2 separate regions of the Mus musculus genome follow, and region 2 is linked to region 1. A link is a contact called in public HiChIP or PLAC-seq data. All regions are on one chromosome and are shown on one strand. Each heading gives the region's core, a stretch centred on a gene start, on an enhancer-like site or on the middle of the called end of the contact. The rest is flanking DNA. Distances are from core to core; before and after follow the strand shown.

The links. HiChIP or PLAC-seq counts read pairs in DNA pulled down with a chosen protein or histone mark.
Region 2: a contact with region 1 is called in an H3K4me3 HiChIP or PLAC-seq map of embryonic forebrain, with 2.9 times the contacts expected there. The contact joins the promoter of Kank3 here to the promoter of Zfp871 in region 1. A contact is called at or near these places in 9 of 39 promoter capture datasets (the 3T3-L1 cell line, 3T3-L1-derived adipocytes, the HPC-7 cell line and 6 more) and 3 of 115 datasets of contacts at active chromatin or transcription factors (astrocytes, embryonic forebrain and large pre-B cells).

What each region holds. Positions count from the first base shown.
Region 1 is chr17:32,785,343-32,790,369 of GRCm38.p6, reverse strand. Zfp871 (zinc finger protein 871) reads left to right here and starts at 2,083. Exons shown (of 4, transcript NM_172458.3): 1 at 2,083-2,232. The coding sequence starts at 2,230. It overlaps Gm17115 (predicted gene 17115), which reads right to left and starts at 1,976. Exons shown (of 2, transcript NR_168031.1): 1 at 1,297-1,976; 2 at 1-983.
Region 2 is chr17:33,808,367-33,813,393 of GRCm38.p6, reverse strand. Kank3 (KN motif and ankyrin repeat domains 3) reads right to left here and starts at 2,871. Exons shown (of 11, transcript NM_030697.3): 1 at 2,829-2,871.

The DNA of each region.
Region 1 (5,027 bases), core at 834-3,333:
TGCTCTTTGAAATGGAACTGATTGCAATTTTCAGGTTGTAGTAGGGATGAAGTTTTGGTTAATTCTGCTGCATAATGTTTGGCCCACCAGGTTAACAGGGAAATAGTGTCTGTAATAGTCACTATCCACAGCTAGGCTCATTGTAAAGTGCATTTAAACCCACAAAGTACCATGCCTCAAATACCAATCACTTTAGAAAATAGAGGAACAGTATGACTCTGTTTTGAACAAGTGTATCAACAACATTAGTTACGAGTAGAAAGGAAAAGAAACATAAAGGTGGTCCTGAAGTAGGAGGCATTGAGCTGAGGCGGGTGCAAAGAAGAATCTGAAAGGGGACCAATGATGATGTCCTAGCAGTGTAGACACAGAGATGTCAAGTATACGCGCACCGAACGTTGAAGTAAGTCAATTTGAAGTTGGCTGAATGTCCTGGGCAGGAGAAACCACACTGGAGATGGAGTCCAAGGACTGACTCAGTTCTTCCCGTGTTGATGACAAACAGTAGGCAAGGAAAAAGTAACTACAAGGGGACAGTAGTGACATGAGGGTGCAGAGGAGGGAAGCTTGTTTAAAAGTACAGAATTGCAAGCAGATAACCTAAAGCCGTCCCAGCCATTAGCAGCAGGCTGAGACCAGAGACCCTGAAAACCAGGCCAGCCTGTGTTCCTTGGGGAAATCTCTGAAAGGGAAAATAATACAGAAACGATAGGGAAAGGAACTAGAGAGAAAAGAGGTAAAAATGGAAAGCAGAGAAGGACACAGTCTGCTAATTTGTCAGTAAATATTAAATATTTTTTATAAATGTGAAGAAGAGAGAACTGGGTGGGAGTCTGAAGAGTTGGGGGCTGGAACGCTGGCTTCGTGGTTTAGAGTGCATATTGTTTTTGTAAAGTACCCAAATTCTGTACCAGGACCCACGTTCTGCAGTTTATAAGTCCATCTCCGCGGATTCAGTGCCCTCTTCTGGCCTCCATGGGCATCTGTTCTTGCGTGACATGCACACAGACACACAAACATATTTTTAAAAAAATAATAAATTCTTAAACAAAATCTGTAAATGCCATCTAGTCATCTTGCTGGCTGCGCCTCAAGTCTTTTTAGCTTTCCTATTTTCGCTCCTGTCTTCTAAAATATCACTTAAAATACCTGTCTGCAGGTTCCCTGACATTGTTCCAAGCTTGCACCTTCTTCACCTTCTTCACAGCAGGAATCTATTATCTGTCTACTGCTTCCCACCCCCACCCCCCCACCCCCGGCCTCTTATAACGCTTTCAGCACCCAGAGCAGGCTTACAATTCCAATCTTCTCTCTTCAAGGCTTCCTTTCTGATTTCTACCATTCCTCTGTGAACTTAGTTCTACCTCCGCAGTCAGGCTGGTTCTCCTGATTGCAGGAATGTCTGCCCTGGAAGTCATCTGTGGAGTATTCCAGGTTTATGTGTTCAGAGTCCTGGAGCTCCGCTGCGACCTGCGCAAACTTCCACTTACTGAAGAATCTTTGGAATGCTTCGAATCTTAAGAATGGTTCTGTGTCCTTCCATTCCCAAAATGTTTTGCTCTAGAAGTGACTTTGTGAGGGCAATAGTGGCGAGGTGGGTTCAAGAGAGAATTTGAAAAGAGTAAGCAGAATGGGTAAATCCCCAGCCACAGAGACCTTGGTGACAACCATCGATCACAAAATGAGAGAGAATATTAGAAGCGCAGCCAAATAGGCATAATTCACATCATTCTTTTCAATGCCATTTCTCACTCACGCAAATAGAATTTAGCCGACATCTTTGCTTTGTTAAAGAATAGACTTCTACGTATGTTTAAATCCATGTAAAATATAAAGTATTCATCCCCTTCACACGTAACGCCAGAAGTAGAGTTTGGGAATCCCACCTCCAGTTTAGACCCCAAGTATCAAGCCTTACGTTCGGATTAGAGGTTTGGCGCCACAGTACACTCGAGAGGATGCTTTTTCTGTCATTTAAGCATTGGGAGGCGTGCACGTGACTCACTGGCCAGTAAGAAAAGTTGCTTGGCTGCATAAACTGTCCAATGAGATTTTCAGATGTTGAGAGAGGGCGGGCACAGAAGCGGAGGATGCCACTTCCCGTCCAGCCATTTTAGGCGTTTGTGTCTTCTGTGGAGAGAGACCCGCAGGTTGTTTTCCCCAGTGTCTGTGTTCCATCCACTTACTGCAAGAGCTGCCGGAGAACAGCAGGACACCCGGTGATTGGAAATGGTACGTGCGGCCAGGCGTCCCGGCTGCGGGGAGGGCGCCGCTAGAAGCGGAGGCGGCAGTGGGGACGCGGCCTTCCAGGGCAGCTGAGTCTGCATCTCATCTGCTCTGCTGGGCCGCGCTGCCCGGGTCCCTCTGGGTGGAGCTGGGCCATCAGGCAGAGCTGCGGTCCTGTCCTTTGCTAAGAGCTCAGTGCTGCGGCCATGGCCTCCCTAGGCATCCGGGCACCCGCAGCGACGCGGCTCCGCAGCCTGGGCGGTGGCGGCAGCGTCGCGGTGAGACACGGGACCCTGGAATTCGTGTGTGTGTGTGTGTGTGTGTGTGTGTGTTGGGGGGCAGGGAAGCCGCAGGGTGTGGTGACCTTGTGTCCTGGGCGTGTTGTCATAAACAGGGGGGACAAGTTTGTGTGTTTCCAATGCCAGAATTTATCGAATAATTAATAATTCACAAGTCATGTGTATTTCGTTAATAATTAATCCAGTAGTCCCGATTTTGCTAACCAGCCATTGGCAATCAACGCGTTTTTATATAACAATCTAATTGCTAACGTTAACTGGAAGATCACACATGAACATTTCACACAAAAACATACAAAATGTGCAGATCACAGAATGACTAAGAGCCAAAGTGGTTGAGTTTAGAGTCTGTCCTGAAGTAGGAGGCATTGAGCTGAGGCGGGTGCAAAGAAGAATCTGAAAGGGGACCAATGATGATGTCCTAGCAGTGTAGACACAGAGATGTCAAGTATACGCGCACCGAACGTTGAAGTAAGTCAATTTGAAGTTGGCTGAATGTCCTGGGCAGGAGAAACCGCACTGGAGATGGAGTCCAAAGGACTGACTCAGTTCTTCCCTGTGGGTAAGTGTGACAGTTGCCTGCCATCCTTTGGGCTTGGGGATGCTCCTTCGTAGTGCCAGGTGAGGGGATTATATGTTGTATACTTTGTGTGGTGTTTCTAATACAATTTGGTATATTTTTAGTTGTTGATATTGTCAGTTTGTCCCTCCTAGTTTTCTAGGAGATAGTGGGCCTTTTTTTTTTTTTTTTTTTTTTGCTTGCGTAAACAAGTTGTACTGCCCTTCCTTTTTCGGGGGAGGGGCTTTGAGTAACTAGTCCAGGTTGTTATTTAATAAAATGGAGTCATTCTAGGCTTGACGTTGTTGGAAAGCAGATATTCCCTACGGTATCACTGAGTGGTCTGCCCTGGCTTCCTCACTCTTGTCACTCACAGATTCAAGGGGAAGCTGTCTTTAAATTCCATGACCTGTGCCTGTAAGTCAGTGAATCTTAGCATTTCTACCTTCTTCTGCTCTTCCTAAACTCACTGGATAGGCGTAGCCATACACATGCGTGCGGCTGGAGTCTGGCTCTGTCATAACGGCTGCTGCCTTCAGATCTTTCTACACATTGACTTTTGTTTTTATATTTTATTTTTTAGTTGTTGTGTATATGTGTGGTGTGTGTGTGTGTGTGTGTGTGTGTGTGTGTTTCCTGCATGCTCCAGCTTGCATGTTTAGAGGTCAGAGAAAGAAGAATGCAGTGACTAATCTCTCCTTTACATGGGTTCCCAGGATTGAACTCAGGACATTATACTTCTGCAGCCAAATGTCTTCACCTGCTGAGTCATTTTTCCGTTCCCTACACATTATTTTAAAAGGCAGAGCCCTGATAGAGGTAGGCCTTACTGGATGTGAGCGCAATCTTGGGTTAGAAAACCCTAAATGTTAGGTTATAAAGTGCCCAATGGTTACCCTGAACAGGGCCTTCCTAACTCTTAGGGAAGACAGGAGTACGCAAGTATACACAGTAGTTACCAGAAGGCCCTAGAGCCTGGAGTGGTTTATTAAGGTGGCATACACTCTCAGTTTTTTCCTTATATAAGCTGGCTGCTTTGTCTAGGCCATCACCAGCTCCTGGCATCCACCTGGAATATACATTATATATATACATTACACACATACACACATATATACATTATATATATATATATATATATATATACACACACATTTTATTTTATATGGACTCAGTGGGGTGGTACCCCACTCATCTTGTTACTGTGAGTGGCTGCAGAGAGAATAGAATGTTAGAATCCAGCAAACGCTTAGGAAGTAACATGTCTAGCGCCTTCCCCCTCACAGATACTGACAACCACCTTACTAAGAGATTGTCAGAATTGCTAGCTAATAGACTTCCAGGTGCCAGGATTTTCCACCCAGAGAAGTCAGTTTACATTAGTGGGTACTAGTGGCCACACCCCCTTCTCCCCACCCTCTTCACTCCCCTGCCTCCTGCCAGGTAACCTGAGAGCCTGCTCCTAGTCTGGCTCCTGCTCTGAAACTAATTCCATCCCCAGGAAGCTGTAAGAGCACCTCTTCCAGGCAGATCCACATTCATTCCGTTCTTTAGAACTAAGGCCACTGCTGCCTGCCTGCCTGCTTCACAGAATCTCAGTCTCAGAACATTTCAGACATCTTACAGAATAAGGGCCGAGATAATGATCACCTGGGAAACAGACCAAGACTCTTTCTGTGTGCATCTTGTGTTTTGTCTTAATCCTTTCTCGTTTCTATTATTACTGGGGTGTTTTGTTTTGTTGTTTTTTAAAATTGAAGTATGTGCCAGATCCCCAAAGTCAGATCTGGTATGATCAGACCCTTCCATTTGTTCTCTGAAAAAGCTAGGTTGATTTATAGAACTGCTGTTCCTTTGCTCTCATTACCGTGTCTCTAATCGGCAGTTTGTGATTGCTGGTCAATCTGTCACGATTGCCAGAATCAGGATATTGGGTTTTACAT
Region 2 (5,027 bases), core at 1,622-4,121, 1.0 Mb before region 1:
TCAAATTCTGCATGGCGATCTGAGTGCCAGACATTACTAGCTCTTCAGCACCCATCAGCATGACTAACACATTACCCTCTCCACTGCTGGGAGAACCCCTTTCTACTCTCTGAGCTCCCTCCTCTAACCCTTCCCCTGTCCAACCTAAGGCTCTGAAGTTTTCCTCCCCACCCCAAGCAGCTGTTTCCTGTCCCCTCACACTGGCTACAAGGGCAGGACAGCAGGTCACCATGGAGGACAGCCAGTGCCTCTCAGGACTTGTTTTTAGGAAATTGCCAGGGAAAAACTGAGCTTCAGAAAAAACCTGGACCGGGGCTCAGGGGTCTGAAACTGCCTTTTGCGCAGCTGCAGTGTGATCCTGTGCAGTCTGCCCCTTCCTCCAGAAACCTGGTCACATCCGAATCCAAAGCAACAGGACCGAGAAAGCAGCCCCAGGTCATTTTTAAGACTGAAGCATCCAGGCACAAAGACTGGACTGAGACATAGGGCAGAGATTACTAGAGTGGTAAACAGCAATAAGGGTTGCTGTTTGCTTTTAATTTGGATGGTTTGGGGCTGTGTGTGGGTATTTGCCCATGGATGCCAAAAGCTGTAGCTCCCCTGGAGCTGGAGTCACAGGTGTGAGTTGACTAAGACAGCTGGAATCAAATGACAAGGGTCGTACTCAACCGTAAGCACTGAGTCATCTTTCCAGCCCATTAGTTTTGTTTTCTTTGGTTTTGTTTTGAGACAAGGTCTCAGGAAGCCTAGGCTGGCCTCCAACTCCTTCCATAGTTGACAGTGAACTCAACTCCCCTCCCTCCAACCCTTGAGTGCTGAGATGATCACGTGTGCTTTACCACACCTGGCTTGTGCAGTGCTGGAGATGGAGCACAAGGCTTTCATGCACACTAAACAAATACTGTAATAAGAGAGCTACTGCCACAGCCTCAGTTTCCCTCTTTTACATATGGATCAGCTTCGTTTTGTTCTGTTTTGTGTTTGAGAAAAATTCTCCCTATGTTATCTAGACCAGGCTGGCCTTGAACTCAAAGAACTTGTTCTGCCTCTCCCTGCTGAGTGCTGCCCTGTTTGCTTTTTGTTTTATTTTATGTATTTAAGACAGGGTCTCACTATGGAGAGCTAGCTGGCCTGAAATTTGCTAATCAGGATGGCCTCTAAAAAGAGATTCCCCTGTCTCTGCTTCTGGAATGCTAGGATTTCAGGTATGTACCACTACGCCCAAATGAATGCTTTTTTTTTTTTTTTTTTTTTTTTGCCCTCAGCCCCACTGACAGAAGCTAGGTGAGTTTTAAGCTACACCACTAACCCCTTTTTAATTTTTTTTTTTTACATTTTATTTATTTTATGTAGGAGGTGGAAGGGTGGGTGGGTGCAAGGATGCCATGGGGTGAGAGTGGAGGGCAGAGGGCAGCTCTATAGAGTCAGTTCTCTCCTTACACGAGTAAATCCCAGGGATGCAACAAGGATGTCATTCCCTGATCAAGTACCTTTACTGGCCAATCCATCTCACTGACCCCTTTACTCAATTGTTTAAACAGGCGTTGAACTCACTCTGCAGCTCTCAGGCAGGCCTTCAACTTTCTTTTCTTTTTTTTTTTTTTTTCTTCGAGACAGCGTTTCTCTTTATAGCCCTGGCTGTCCTGGAACTCACTTTGTAGACCAGGCTGCCCTCGAACTCAGAAATCTGCCTGCCTCTGCCTGTGCTGGGATTAAAGGCATGCGCCACCACGCCCGGCGCCTTCAACTTTTAATCATCCTACCTGGACCTCTCAGGTAACTAGGATAATAGGCGCTTTTGGAAAGATTCCCTTTTGCTCCCCTAGAAACTGCAGGGAACCCAGGCCACATATCACCCTCCCAGCTCACAGCTGTCAGTTCCAGCCTTGGGAGTAAGGAGTGTGGTGGGGCAAGCCAACATTAGACTGCTACACAAGCCAATGCCTCCCGGAGTAGGGCGTGTAGCTGCCCTCATATCTCCCACACTGCCTGGCTATCAAAGTTAAATCCGGATCCCCTGCCTGAGACCCCCTCATTAGGCTGTCAGAGCTGAAGCCACACGCCCCCACACCCAGCCCTGGGACTATTTCGGGACACAGAGCTGCGATCAGTCTAGAGAGCTGTGATCAGGAGAGCTGTCATCAGGAAACCTGAAGGACAGGACACAGAGCATGCATACCCGAGGTCCTGAAGAAGTTATGTCTTACTGATAAGGCTCTAGGTGGGAGCCCTTCATGTTGGGATAGGATTCTCAAACGCAGGATGGGGGAAAGAGCTAGATGATGGCAGGACAAGGGGTCCTTGAATCATCACACACACACACACACACACACACCTCCCCAAACATACAGAACCAAGTCCGCTTAGAAAAGACAGGGCAGTTTCCTACAGGAAAAACCGCTGGGCGGTTCCATCCGCTGCTATTGTCAGTAGGTCCGGGGAGTGGGGGACATCCGTTCCTCCCTCCAACACCGTTTCCGTACCATCCGCCCACTCCACCCCACTGCAAGAAACCCATTCCCAGGTCTTCAAGCCAACTCTGGGGAAGGGTCCCCTAAGGCATCTAGGAGACTAAAATGCGCACAAGTTCCTCTGGTTAGGTCCTGGATGGCCATGTGGTGGCGATCTGCCTAATAATCTAGGGTCCCCCCTCTCCGGTCGGCTTTAAACCACCTGAGGCTCCCAATGTCCAAATGGTCACCATTACAGGACACGGCGCCCACCCCGTTGCAACGCACAGAACCCATAGAAGGGGGCTAAAAGCATCACACCCCTCCCGGACACTTGGGTCCACTGTTCCCCTCCAGGACTCGCGTGGTTGACTTTACCTGAATGAGAAGCCCCGGCAGCGCCCGCACCGCACCCGAGCCCGCCCCCTCGAAGCTCCGCACGGGTTATCAAGGCTTTCACCCCTAACTGACGGCTTTTTCAGCCAACCAGAGCACGAATCTAACCGAACTATCCAATTGTAAGACAGAGTGAGCCATCTGGGCGGGGGCAGGGTGGGGACCCGCCTGAGGGCGGGCCTACAGTAGAATCTGAGAAGATCAGAGCAGGGCAGTGGGATGCTGCTCAGCCAGCTACCTCTAAATCCTGCCTGGTTCAGGAGTAAGAAAAGAGGTTTCATTCACAGGACAGTAGGGAGCTACAGGAAAAATCTAAGCAAACTATTCTAATGGGATTTATATAACGAGTTTAATTCCTACTGTCTTGTTGAAGTCGTAAGAGCCTGGATCTTGTCCACCGCAGGAACTTTGCATATATTGTGCCACTTTAAGAAATATTATCTGGGGGCTGGTGAGATGGCTCAGTGGGTAAGAGCACCCGACTGCTCTTCCGAAGGTCCGGAGTTCAAATCCCAGCAACCACATGGTGGCTCACAACCATCTGTAACAAGATCTGATGCCCTCTTCTGGAGTGTCTGAAGACAGCTACAGTGTACTTACATATAATAAATAAATAAATCTTTAAAAAAAAAAAAAAAAAAAAAGAAATATTATCTATATGTGATACTTTCCTATATTTCTAAGTGTTCAATCTATGTGCCCCTGAAATCTATGTGCCACAAGAAAACAAAACAAAAAACAAACAGAATCCTTAGCACAGCCTTTCCCTAGTCATTATCATTGCCATAGCAATGGTTTATTAACTAAATAGCAATTTTCATTAGTAGAAAGGCAAGGTTACTATCATCACCCCTACTAGACATTTTAGGATCAGGAAACTTTTTATCCACTGCCTCAGGCATACACTAGTTACTTAATAAATGTCTGCTCTACTGGAGATATCTAACTCAATGGTACAGAACTTGTCTAGCGCACCTATCACAATAGATAGGTAGGAAGACAGACAGACAGAGACAGATAGACAGATGAAAATAATGTAAATATAATAGACACATACAGGTGTACTTATAAACATACTGAGATTATAGATCAAAAAATTGTCACAGAAATAAATTAAAATTACATTTGTGAAGGTCAGTGAGATGACTTAGCATGTAAAGGTTCTTGCTGCCAAACTTGACGATCTGTGTTTCATCCCTAGGACCATGTAATGCAAAGAAAGACCCAACTCCTACAAGTTGTCTTCAGATCTCCATAGTGTGCTATATACATCAACCTATGCACATACATACCATATATCAATAAAACTTTTTAGCTGGGCAGTGGTGGTGCACACCTTTAATCCCAGCACTTGGGAGGCAGAGACAGGCAGATTTCTGAGTTTGAGACCAGCCTGGACCACAGAGTGAGTTCCAGGACAGCCAGTGCTATACAGAGAAACCCTGTCTAGAAGAAAGAAAAAAAAAAAGTTTTAAAAGTACATTTAACAACAACAACAACAGAAAAAGCAGAGGCAGGTGGATTTCTGAGTTCCAGGACAGCCTGAGCTATACAGAGAAACTCTGTCTAGAAGAAAGAAAAAAAAAAAAGTTTTAAAAGTACATTTAACAACAACAACAAAAAAAGCAGAGGCAGGTGGATTTCTGAGTTCGAGGCCAGCCTGGTCTACAGAGTGAGTTCCAGGACAACCAGGGCTACACAGAGAAACCCTGTCTCGAAAAAAAAAAAAAAAAAAAAGTACATTTAAACATTTAACTTTAACCCATTTGGAGTTATGATCTGATCAAAAGCTACTACAATTTGCTTGTTTGTTTTTTCCTCCTAACATAACTAGCTGATTTTGTGTCAGGCAAGGGAATCACTGAGATCTCTGCGCCTTGTTCAAGCCAAGGTTCTGTGAAGGAGTAATGAGTACTCTGAAAAAGAGATGCAAGACCCTCATCTGTACTGAATGGAGAATTTAGGGTTTAGGGGAAACGTTGTGGAAGGCAGCTTTCAAGGTGACACTTAAAAGGAGGATACTCCAGGCAAAGATAAGAAGTATAAAACTCCCTCACTGGGACCTTGAACTAGATATGTCAGCAAGAAATAAGTTGGCGGGATACCAGGGAGGTTTGTTTGTTCCCAGTTTTGGGCAAGGGGTTGGGTTTTTAGTTTGTTTTAGTTTTTGTGGGAACTAAA